2 separate regions of the Mus musculus genome follow, and region 1 is linked to region 2. The links are chromatin contacts, called in public promoter capture Hi-C maps. All regions are on one chromosome and are shown on one strand. Each heading gives the region's core, a stretch centred on a gene start, on an enhancer-like site or on the middle of the called end of the contact. The rest is flanking DNA. Distances are from core to core; before and after follow the strand shown.

Region 1 (5,582 bases), core at 126-2,625, 370 kb after region 2:
GTCCCCAGCCACCCAATCGCCAAAACCCGTGGTTTGCGCGCCACACGTGATAAACGCTGAAAATGGATTCTGCCCGCCCGGGACCTATCATTAAACATTTAAAATAGAAAACTCGCAATGGCAACGTTCTTTCCCCGGCTCCAGCCGAGAGTCCAAAGGTGGGCGACTGGCGGCTAGGCGAGGAGCCCCGCGGCACTCCGAGCGCACGCCGAAACCAGCGCTCCGCAATGGGACAGGTAGGGTCAGAGAGGGGAAGAAAAGGGGATGCGCGGGATGTCAGAACCAAGCTGGCCTCAGAGGGGCAGAGGAAAGGCGGGAAGGCAGCTTTGCCCACAAGGGCCCTTTAAATCCAGGTAGCGCGGGCCGCTGAAGCCGGTTCAGCTCACATGACCCAGCCGGGCGCTTTGAACTAAGCCGCTGCCGAGCCGGGACCTCCCGCCCCTGAGTGAGATGAACCCGCGGCGGAGCAGACAGAGACTCAGGGCTGGGGGTGCACCCTCCGGATAGCCCGGACAAACCCTCCGAGCCAGCAAGACTTATCCGAGACGCACAGAGCTTAAAGTCTACTAAGACCCCGGGGCGAAGAGTCTCTGGCGGGCACTGATGCTTTGCAAATGGAAAGGTGGACCACAGTGGCTGTAAGCAGAGACCCTCTCCCAGTCCCAAAGTGGCCCCAGTCTGAAATATATCCCCTCCCACCGCCACTCACCTAGGTTGACGAAGCTCATGACCATGTCGGCGTCAGTGAGGAAGTGGCTGTCCTGCAGGCTGGCTAAAGGGGGGCCCTGGGTACTGAAGACGGCCTTGTAGGGGTAGGAGAAGCCCTGTCCGTCCGGCCCGCTCTCCTCCACCGCCATGGCGTTGTACAGGTCCAACATGAACATGGGCGCCGAATTATGCTTTCCCTGGAGGTGCGGGCGCGGGCGATGGGGCAACCCTAAGATGGACAGGATCTCCCGCTGCATCTCCCGCCGCTCCTGGCTGCGGAGGCGCCGGTGGATGAAGCTGGAGTGCACCTCGTTGTCCAGGCTGAAATCGGCCAGGGCGGAGCGCAGCAAGAACAGAGGCGCCCAGAGCGCCACGAAGCTGTGTGGCGCCGCAGCGCGCAGCGAGCGCACGTGCATCGCGCCGGCTCTACGCGCGATCCGGGGCACCGGGCCCGCGCCGCCCCAGGTGGCAGCGGAGGGGGCAGGGCAGCGGTCCACGACCCGAGGTCACTTGCTGCAGGCGAGCTTCAAGGCGGCCTCGCCACACATGGCCACTCCCCGGCCGGCTGCGCTTTGCCCGGGACGCCCCTGTCCTTTACTCAGTTCTGGCCCGGGGCCCCTCGGCCCGCACTCGCCAGGACGCACGGCAAGGCTAGCACAGCAACTCCAGAGAGCGAGCAAGAGAGCGAGGAGGCGGGCCGGGGTGGGAGGAGCAGCAGCTTGCAGACCTACAAGTCCGGAGAGCGAGTGCCGGAGAGGCAGCTGGGCGCTGAGCGAACCCTAGCTCCCTCCTCCCGCTCTGATCGCGCTCGGGCCCGCGGGCACCAGCAACAAACCCCTTTCCGATCTCCCGCGTGCCCAATACAAGGGCCCTGCGCGCCCGGATCGCCCGCCCGCCGCCTCGGGAGCCCCGGAGTTGGGCGCGCTGGGGCCGGGGAGCGGGGGAGGAGCGGGAGGACTGACTTCCCCGCCCCTCCCGCTCCCGCTGCCTCCCACCTGCGCCTGTCCCCGCCCTCCCCAAGCCTGGCCCAATGGCTTCATTCATTCCTCCCAGGGCGCTCTACAAATATTTACCGAGTGCCCACCGGGTGTCCGGCACTGGGACAGACGCCGCAGGGACCCAGAGAGAAGAATCCCAATCTGCCCAGCTCTCTCGGGACTCGCACTTGGAAGTGGCCAAAGTGTAGCAACTAAGGGCTGTGCTAGGAAAGCATCCGGGAGGGAGCGCAGGAATCCGAGAAGGCTCCTCGGAGGTGGCCACTCTTGGACCTGGCTCATCTTTCGAACCGCCCCCCCCCCAACACTCCATTTGCTCCAGTCATGCAAAACCCCCTCGGTACCCCCACCGCTTGCCCCTCTGCTATCCTGGCTTTTGTTCCTCGGGGAACGTTCTCTCCCTGCCCCTCCCCCCTCGGGTGCCACTTCCTCTGGGAACCTTCCAGGACTGGCAGAGATAATGTGGAGATAAAGTTCTTTCTACACTTCACTCCCCCAACACACACACACATACACACACACACACACACACACACGCGCACACACACACACACACACACACACCTCCCCTCAAGTCCAGCACCCAAGGGATCCGGGCCCAGGTACTTCTCGGCTTTTCCTTCCCAAGTATCTTTTAACCCAAAGCCTTCAAACCCCAGATGCTGCAGCTCTACAGAGTACATAAGTGAAATCTGGGACTAGAGAATGTTCCCACCCCCCTCCTCTCTTGGGGGGGCGGGGTCCTGACATGAGTCCTTTGGTACCTCACTGTCTAACAACCCCACCCCTAGCCCCAGGTAGGGCCTGAGGAGTAGGCAGTTGGTACCCAAGTTCAGAAGAGCTCCCGACTGCATTTTCCTGTCTCAAAGGACTAGCCTCCCTCTCCTCCCAGGAGGAAACGTCCCAGACAGATACTGGGTCTCTCAGTGGATTGCTGCTCTTTGGAGCCTCCGTTTCCTAATCTGAAAAATGGGAGCAAAGCAGCCTTCACCCAGAATGGCAGTGAGTGAGTGGGGATGGTGAGCCAGGCTTCCTGCTTTGCTGAAGGTGGGCGACAAGCCAAGCGTTTCAGGGGTGGTAAAATGGCAAGTAGGGGCTGGGGAAGGGCCTTGAGTAGGGGGTCCCTCTTGAAGTCCTAGGGTGAGATGGGAAGCCTGGTCTTTCAGGCTTCCTGGAACAGAGATAACTACCTAGGTCTCTCAGGGCTCCTTGGTAGGAATTTTAGGTGATGTGACTGTCTGAGGGGCTAAAAGAGACATGCAGGTCTTAGCCCAGGCCTTGGATGCCACCAGTACTGAGTCCCTGGCCAGTGCAGACCTGAGAGGCCCCTCCCTGGACCTGCTGTGGTGGGTGATCTGAGGCCAAGCAGGCTGCGAGCTGGAGACATGACCTCCGGTGACCATGTTACAGTTCTTGATATTGAATAAACAAAGGGGCCCTGCCCTCATCCTGAAGGCTGTGTGTGGCCTTCTGTGGCCTGCATGGGTGCCACACACAGGCCAGGCAGGAGAACGTTGGGTGAGTGGGCAGGCAAGCATGGCAACCTCCACGGCTACCTGGTTCTTGGGCCCCTGGAAACACTAAGGACCTTCAGTAAGGTCCGGAACAGAAGGGTAGCAAGCAGTCTTTCCCTTTGCTTCTCTCTGAGAAGCGTCAGAGCCCAGTCGGAGGAGGCACCGAAGAAGGGAGAGATAGGGCACCTGGCTAGCCTTGGGTAGAGGAGGGATGTGTGACCTATGCATGGACGGCAGCCATGACAGGAGAACCACCTTGTCCTCTGTCCATGAAACAAAGCCGTGGGCCACTGAGTCTCCACAGAGAGACTGGGCCACACAGATGAAATGACAGGTGGGACAGACAGCTTCAGAAGGAAAGCTTTTCCTGGAAAAAAAAAAAAAACTATCAAGAAGAGCCCAGCCAAACCGCATTTGTCCACAGAGCAGTGTCAAGAGCTAAGCCAGCCCCAGCCCTGCCCGAGAGAGGCCTCTGCTAAAGCCTCTACAGGCACTTCCTCCTAAAGTCTAGGCTGACATCAGGCTAAGGTGTACTGCCCACAGAAGCCTTAGTTCAAATCCACCCTCCATCTTTGGGAGCATCTCCCTAGCCAACAGGGAGCAAGTGGGGGGCTTCGAAAGGGAAGAGCAGGTCAGTTTGCATATGGGAAACACTCATTTGTCAGGGGTTCCTCTGGGCTCCTCTACCAGATGAAGGCCTGCCAGAAAGAGGCTCTCCGTGGGGACCTTCTTCCCACCACAGAAGCACACGTACACTCGCGGCGTGAGTGCACACACACACACACACACACACACACACAGAGCAGTTATCTCCTCATCAAGTGTCTATTGGGTAAATGGTAATCACTCAGACCTAACCTAAAAGGCCAATGGGGGGGAGGTGGACCATGAGAGGCCACCCCTTTCTCCCCAGGCCCCTCTCCCAGGTCCCTACCTCCCAGAGGCCACCTTTTCTCATTCCTAAGACCCCAGAGATAAGATCCCCTCCGAACTCCTTCCACCCCATTATCTCTCAGTCAAACCCTGGGGGAGGGAGGGTGCTTCTGCACTTCCTTTCCCAAAGGTGTCCCCAAGACCTCACCCAGCTGTTTCCTAAGTGACAGAACAAACACGCAGGACAGACGCCCCTGGAGCATCCAGGTCGCCCCAGAGAAGGCTTTGAGGATGTCTGGGGACAACCTTGTGGGGAGGAAGTGGCAGCCTGGGTCTTGGTTCTTCCAGCTGTGCACAGTGTGAGAGTAAAAATGGCTGGCTCCTGCCTTAGTTTTCCCATCAATCAAATGGGAGACTGGGATCCTCCCAAGATTGCTTGAGGATCTGCGTGTCGTCCCCCCACCCTCACCCCCATGGAAAGGGACCTGCCAGGTGCATGGGGTACAGAGAACATCCTTGGTAAATGTTAGTTGCTATCTGGTTAACAGAAAACCCACCAAGAGGAAAACCCACCAAGAAGAAGCTTCTGTCAGTTCAGATGAATCAAATTTTCCACAGTGCTCCACAGTGAACAGAGGAGCAAGAAAGACAGCCCCCATCAAACAGCCATGGCCTGAGAGGAAAGGAGGACCCCAGCCAGCATTAATGTTCATCTATCCCTCAATCCCCTGCCAGCTCCCCCTTGTCCCCCAGTCCCCACCCCAGGCCAGCCTTGGTCCAGGGACTTCCTGAGTAGCCAGGCCCTGACCCACATCAGCCTCAGCCCCAAACTGGTTCCCCACCCCCACCCCGCCAGGGCACCCAGCACAGGCTCCACAGTGTAATGCGATCCCCCCAGGCTGTTCCACACCTGGGCCACCTGGGCCTGGAATGGAGGGGTGTCATTGTGTCTGGAAGCTGCTCTCTGCTGCTAGCCTCCCAGCCTGGGCAAGACATTTTCATCTGGTACACCACTTCATATCCTGCAGAGGCGATTCTGACCCCAGCCCCTGATGTCTCCAAGGCAATAAAAAAAGAAAAAGAAAAAGAAAAAGAAAAAGAAAAAGAAAAAGAAAAAGAAAAAGAAAAAGAAAAAGAAAAAGAAAAAGAAAGAAAGAAAGAAAGAAAGAGAGAGAGAAAGAAAGAAAGAAAGAAAAGAATTCTGCTGACATACACATTTCGGAGCAAGGTGGGACCTCATCTTCGACTGCAAAATCTCATTCCATCTGCCTGAGGAGCAGGAGCCAAGCCAGGGGTGCCTTGGACCCAGGGGTACAGGCAGTTCCCTCTGGCCCCACCCAACCTGGTCAAAGCCTGATGACCTAGATCTCAGACCCTTGGTCAAAAGCGAGCTGTCCCCACTCTTCCACCCTCCATCAAACCTGGGATCCAAGAATCAACACACACACACACACACACACACACACACACACACACACACACTCTCCTGTGT
Region 2 (5,203 bases), core at 917-3,416:
ATCCCAGGGTGGGAGGGGAGAACCAGCTTTCTCCAGTGTTATCTTTTGCCTTGTGGTCCCCTCTCCACATACCACCTCTGTTACCAGGAAGCTGGTAGTACACAGACATACATGCAGGCAAAGCATTAATGCACAGAAAATAATAAAGTAATTCTTTTTTTGTTTGTTTGTTTGTTTGTTTTTCGAGGCAGGGTTTCTCTGTATAGCCCTGGCTGTCCTGGAACTCACTTTGTAGACCAGGCTGGCCTCAAACTCAGAAATCTGCCTGCCTCTGCCTCCCGAGTGCTGGGATTAAAGGCGTGCCCAGCAATAAAGTAATTCTTAAAATTTTACAAAGATACAAACTAGGAACTAAGAAGATTTCCACTCAAATATGGGGGTCTGAGTTCAAATCCCAGCACCTGTGGTACCTGTGGCTGATGGACTAAAGTTCTCGTGCTCAGGAGGTGGAGATTTAGGTCCCCTGAACAATCTGTCTAGATAGGATAGCTGAATCGCAAGGTTCAGTTGAGACACCCTGACTCAAGGTTTAAATCAAAATCCAGGAAGACACCAGACATCAACTTCAGGCCTCCACATACGTGACTGTTATATGCACAGGCCTGCACATATGACCACATGCATGAAAGCACACATACATATGCATGCATACCACACACACATGGGAAAAAAAAGTTAAACTGAAGCAGGCTTAGAAGCCTATGCCTGCAGTGCTAGCTACCAGGAAGGCTGAGGCAGGAGGATGATTACTTGAGCCAGAAATTACAAATCAGCCTGGGAACATAATCCCTTATCTAAAAAAAAAAAAAGAGGAAAATCAGAAATGGTGGCCCATGCTTTTAATCCCAACAATCAATCAGGATGCAAGGCAGGAAGATTCAAGGTCAGCCATGACTTCATAGCAAATTCCAGGCTAGCTGGGAGAGCCTATCTGAAAACCGAACCAGGAGTTGGGGGTGGGGGTGGGGTGTGTGAACCAGACAAACACAGTTTGGTGTGGCGATGAACAACTTTAATCCCAGAATTCAGAGTCAGAAGCAGGTGGGCCTTCGTGAATTTGAGACCAGCCTGGTCTACAGAGTGAATTCCCTGACGGCCAGGACCACACGGGGGGGTGGGGGGGGTTCAGAACCAAAACCAAACCAAACCAAACTAATCAAACAAACAAAAAACCCAAACCTAAGCCGGGCGTGGTGGCGCACGCCTTTAATCCCAGCACTCAGGAGGCAGAGGCAGGCGGATTTCTGACTTCGAGGCCAGCCTGGTCTACAGAGTGAGTTCCAGGACAGCCAGGGCTATACAGAGAAACCCTGCCTCAAAAAAAAAAACAAAAAACAAAAACAAAAAACAAAAAAACCCAAACCTACAAACAAGTCAGATATGGTGGAATATTCCTATAATTTCAGGGTTTAAGAGACACAAAGACATGACCATGAATTTAAAGATAGCCTGGGTTTCCTAGTTAGTTCCAGGACAGCCTTGGCTACATAGCAAGACCTTTTCACAAAGCAAAACAACACACCCAAGCAAGGTCAGGTGGGGGCTGGGATCGGGGAAGACTAAATTAGAACAAGCTGTACTCGGGGGCGGCGTGGTACTCCAATAATCCTAGCTCTCCGGAGGCAGAGGCAGGTGGATCTCTGAGAGTTTCAGGTCAGCCTGGTGTAATTAGTGAGACACTGTCTCAAAACCCAAAGAGCAGGATGATGAATTGCCAGACAAAGGGACAAAATAAAATGGACACGCGTGGTGGTTCCACAGAACAAAACCCAGGCCAGGCACAGCCAGCCTGTGAGTGGTGTAGTCATGAAACCTATTGAGAACACAGGTCTGGCCTTCCTCTCTCGGCAATTCTGGATGTCTTCCTGTGCGTTCCACAGTCTGGCCCACAGCCTGCACTAGTTTGAACTTGCTGGCTGTGGCCTGCAGTGTGAGCCGGTGTGCAGCCTCCCTTAGGAAAGTGGTGTTAATGAGCTGCCTTGTTGAGATGCGGTCTTGTGTAGCTCAGGCTAGCCAGGCCAGCCTTGAACTGCTGCAAACAGATGTGTCCCGCTGTGCCCAGTTTAAGAATTGCAGGTCACACTATCCGGACACTCCTGAGAGCTACACCCTCTAAGCATGGGGCTCTTAGAAGAGGGCAACCATCACCTGGTCTGCCTGCGGGCTCCAGGCTCCGTGAGGAGCAGGTGGTAGAATCGTTTGACTTCCCCCTGGCTGGTGTGTGGAAAGACAGCTTCTACGCTGCCTTCTGTGGCTGGAGAAACATGAGGCTGGCCTCTAGCTGGGAGCTGGCCTTGTTTGGGTCCAGCTGCCATGCCCCCTGTCTGGCTAACTTTGAGTGTGCTCAGGCAGGGTTCTGACATCCTCTCTGGCAGTTGCAGTCCCGGCTCAATTTCACAGAGCTGCGCTGCCCATCCCCTAGCCCTGCAGCGACGATGTGGTTGGAAGCCATTACTCCACAGTAAATTCTCCAAGACCAGGTTGTAGGAGGCTTCGGGATGTGCTGGGTTAGCATGCAGAGAATCCTGGGTTCCATCCCCAGTGTGGAATAAACTGGGTGTGGTGGTTGTTAAATTTCAGACCTGCGACAAGCAGCTAAGGTGTCTATTTAACATATCAAAACTGACCTGGCTTCCAGGTTTTCCCAGCACCACTCCATACCCAAGAGTCACAGGGTATGGTTGGAATGCCCTGCCTTCTATCCACTCCCAACTCTGCAGCTCAGGGTACTGCTGCCACTCCCCAGAGGCTCTTTCCTGTATCATCCAGCCATTGTGGTTAGCCATCTTTTTTTTTTTTTTTCAACCATTTGCCCACTTGGCTGTTACACCTGGTTCCCCTCTCCCTTCCCTTCCCCTCCCCTTCTCCTCACAGAGCTCAGGGTCATGTCCACGCTGGACTCTCCCAGATGTCCCTGCCTCTCCTCTACCACACCCAGCAACCAAGTCTTCCTTTTTCTTTTCTTTTGCTCATTCAGTAACACACACCTGTGATCATAGCACTTGGAAATAGAAACAGGACGATTGGGAGTTCAAGATCAGCCTGGGCTATGTGAGACCTTGTCTCAACAAACAAACAAACATACGAAAAAACAAAGTCAAGACCAAATGATGCAGGTTAGGTGTGGGACTCGTGGCTGCTCAGGGTCTATTTGAGGTCATCAGCCTTCCAGGCTGGGCACTAAGTGGCAGAGGACTCTCCAAGACAGTCAGAGCTGCTGGGGTTCAGGACTTAGAGGGGAAGCGCCCAACAGGACTCTGGGGATGTGGTCAGTGTAGACTTCTAGAAAGAAGGGACATTTCCCCAAGCCCCAAATGGCAATTGTACCCAGGTACAAAATCCAGGGCTCTGGGGCTGAAGTAGCTGGTGAGTGGAACAGACAAGACACATGAGGCCACATCCCCTCATAGAGCTTAATGACTTGGTAGAGGGCTTGGATTTTTTTTTTTCCCACCTGCAATGGCTTTAAGTAGAGCAGGGTTCTTTGCTGCTGCTGTTGTTGTTGTTATTGTTATAGTTCTTTTTCGTTGTTGTTGTTATTGTTGTCGTTGTTTTTCAAGACAGGGTTTCTCTGTATAGCCCTGGCTGTCCTGGAACTCACTTTGTAGACCAGACTGGCCTCAAACTCAGAAATCTGCCTGCCTCTGCCTTCCAAGTGCTGGGATTAAAGGCGTGCACCACCATGCCTGGCATTGTTATAGTTCTTATTGTCTTGTTTTAATTGTCTTGTACATACCAGTCAAGAGTTTTCCCCATTGAGCTTTAACCATAGTTCTCCTCCTCTTCCTCCTCCCCCTCCTCTTCCCTCCTCCTCCTCCTCCCCCTCTCCCCTTCTTTCTCTTCCTCCTCCTCCTCTTCTTCCTCTTCCTTCTTCTCCTTTCCTCTTCTTTGTTTATAGAAAAGATCTCACTAAGTTGCCCAGGCTAGCTCTGTAGCCCAGGCTAGCTCTGTAGCCTAGGAAAGACTTGAACTTTTCCTTCCTCCTGCTTCAGCCTCCAGGATGGCTGGGGTGAGCGATCTGTACCGTGAAGCTCAGCCCAAAGCAAGCTTAGCTTGCACTTATTTATTGTTAGTAAGACTCGAGCCCAGGCCCTGTGCTGCCATCGAACCCGGAACACTGAACTATACCCCAGCCCCTAATTTAGCATCTAAGCTGGTGATTCCAGTTGCTGAGGAGGAAACGGGTTGTGTTGACCACAAGGAAGCTGTCAGTCATTTGAAGAGATGGGGGGTGGGGTGGGGTGGGGTAGGGAGAGAGCATAGTGCCTGGTGTGTTTTGTTGGTAGAGTTGAGGGTCCCACTGCCAGGTTGGGTGTGAGACACCGTTAACACCTTCCAAGCAGTTGTAAACAAAATACATTGGCTTCTGGAATTTGGCTCCAAGGGATGACTGAGGGAGGCCGCCCTGATCTACGCTCCTTCTAGCAAAATGTCCACCCCACTTCCAGGATGGAAAACTTTGTGTGTGGGTGGGGGGAGGGGTGGCAGGCTGAAGGGCAGTTTCTTCAAAATGCAGAAAATGGTGATATCAGTGAATCCTTATTCGCTAGGCCTCTTTTTCCTCAGGGGGTGCCCTCAAGGATGGAGTCAGGCCTGAGGTGGGGCCTTACATCCTCACACCTGCCCTAAAGGCCCCTTCTCCATGAGCTCTCAGGGAGTGACTTACAGAGGATTGTCCCTTCAGGATGGACAAGGCTGTTCCTATGTTGGCATCAGAGCAGAGCAGCTGGGATCACCCATGAGAGACACTCACCAGACCCTACCTTCCCTTTGTTCCCTTACAGAAGGAGGAGGGGGTCCTGTCAGACTGTCACCTGAGATTCCAGCCACCTCCCCTTACTCCCACCACCCTGTCATCCTGCCCCGGATGTATGTGCTTTGAGAAGGCTCTAGAGCGGTGGGAGAAAGGCTGCCTAAAGGGAGAGTCCATCCATGGTAGTGGTTCTCAACCTTTGGGTCTTCATTCCTTTGGGGGTCAAACAATCCTTTCACAAGGGTGGCCTAAGGCCATCTGCATACCAGATACTTACATTATGATTCATCCCAGTAGCAAAAGTACAGTTACAAAAATAATTTTATGGTTGGGGATCACCACCACTACAGCATGAGGAACTGTATTAAGGGGTCCCGGCCTTAGCAAGGTTGAGACCCACTGGTCTATGCAGCTCTCGTGAGTTTCTGCCCATGCTGGTGGCTTTTCCGT

The links. Promoter capture Hi-C pulls out the DNA fragments that hold promoters and counts their contacts.
Region 1: a contact with region 2 is called in a promoter capture Hi-C map of embryonic stem cells. The contact joins the promoter of Bmp7 here to the enhancer-like site in region 2. A contact is called at or near these places in 8 of 39 promoter capture datasets (cranial neural crest, embryonic stem cells, frontonasal cranial neural crest and 4 more), 9 of 484 Hi-C or Micro-C datasets (embryonic stem cells and epiblasts) and 10 of 115 datasets of contacts at active chromatin or transcription factors (embryonic basal ganglia, embryonic forebrain, embryonic hindbrain and 4 more).

Annotation. Positions count from the first base shown.
Region 1 is chr2:172,938,946-172,944,527 of GRCm38.p6, forward strand. Bmp7 (bone morphogenetic protein 7) reads right to left here and starts at 1,376. Exons shown (of 7, transcript NM_007557.3): 1 at 710-1,376. The coding sequence starts at 1,124. It overlaps Gm40010 (a long non-coding RNA gene), which reads right to left and starts at 700. Exons shown (of 3, transcript XR_867069.2): 1 at 1-700.
Region 2 is chr2:172,566,020-172,571,222 of GRCm38.p6, forward strand. No RefSeq gene overlaps it. Among named protein-coding and RNA genes, the nearest start is that of Gm35982, 7.1 kb to the right of the region's middle. Within about 2 kb of position 2,167, at least 14 of the 459 cell types and tissues checked have an H3K27ac peak or open chromatin away from gene starts, as enhancers often do. A contact at or near this core is called in embryonic stem cells, where this site is marked.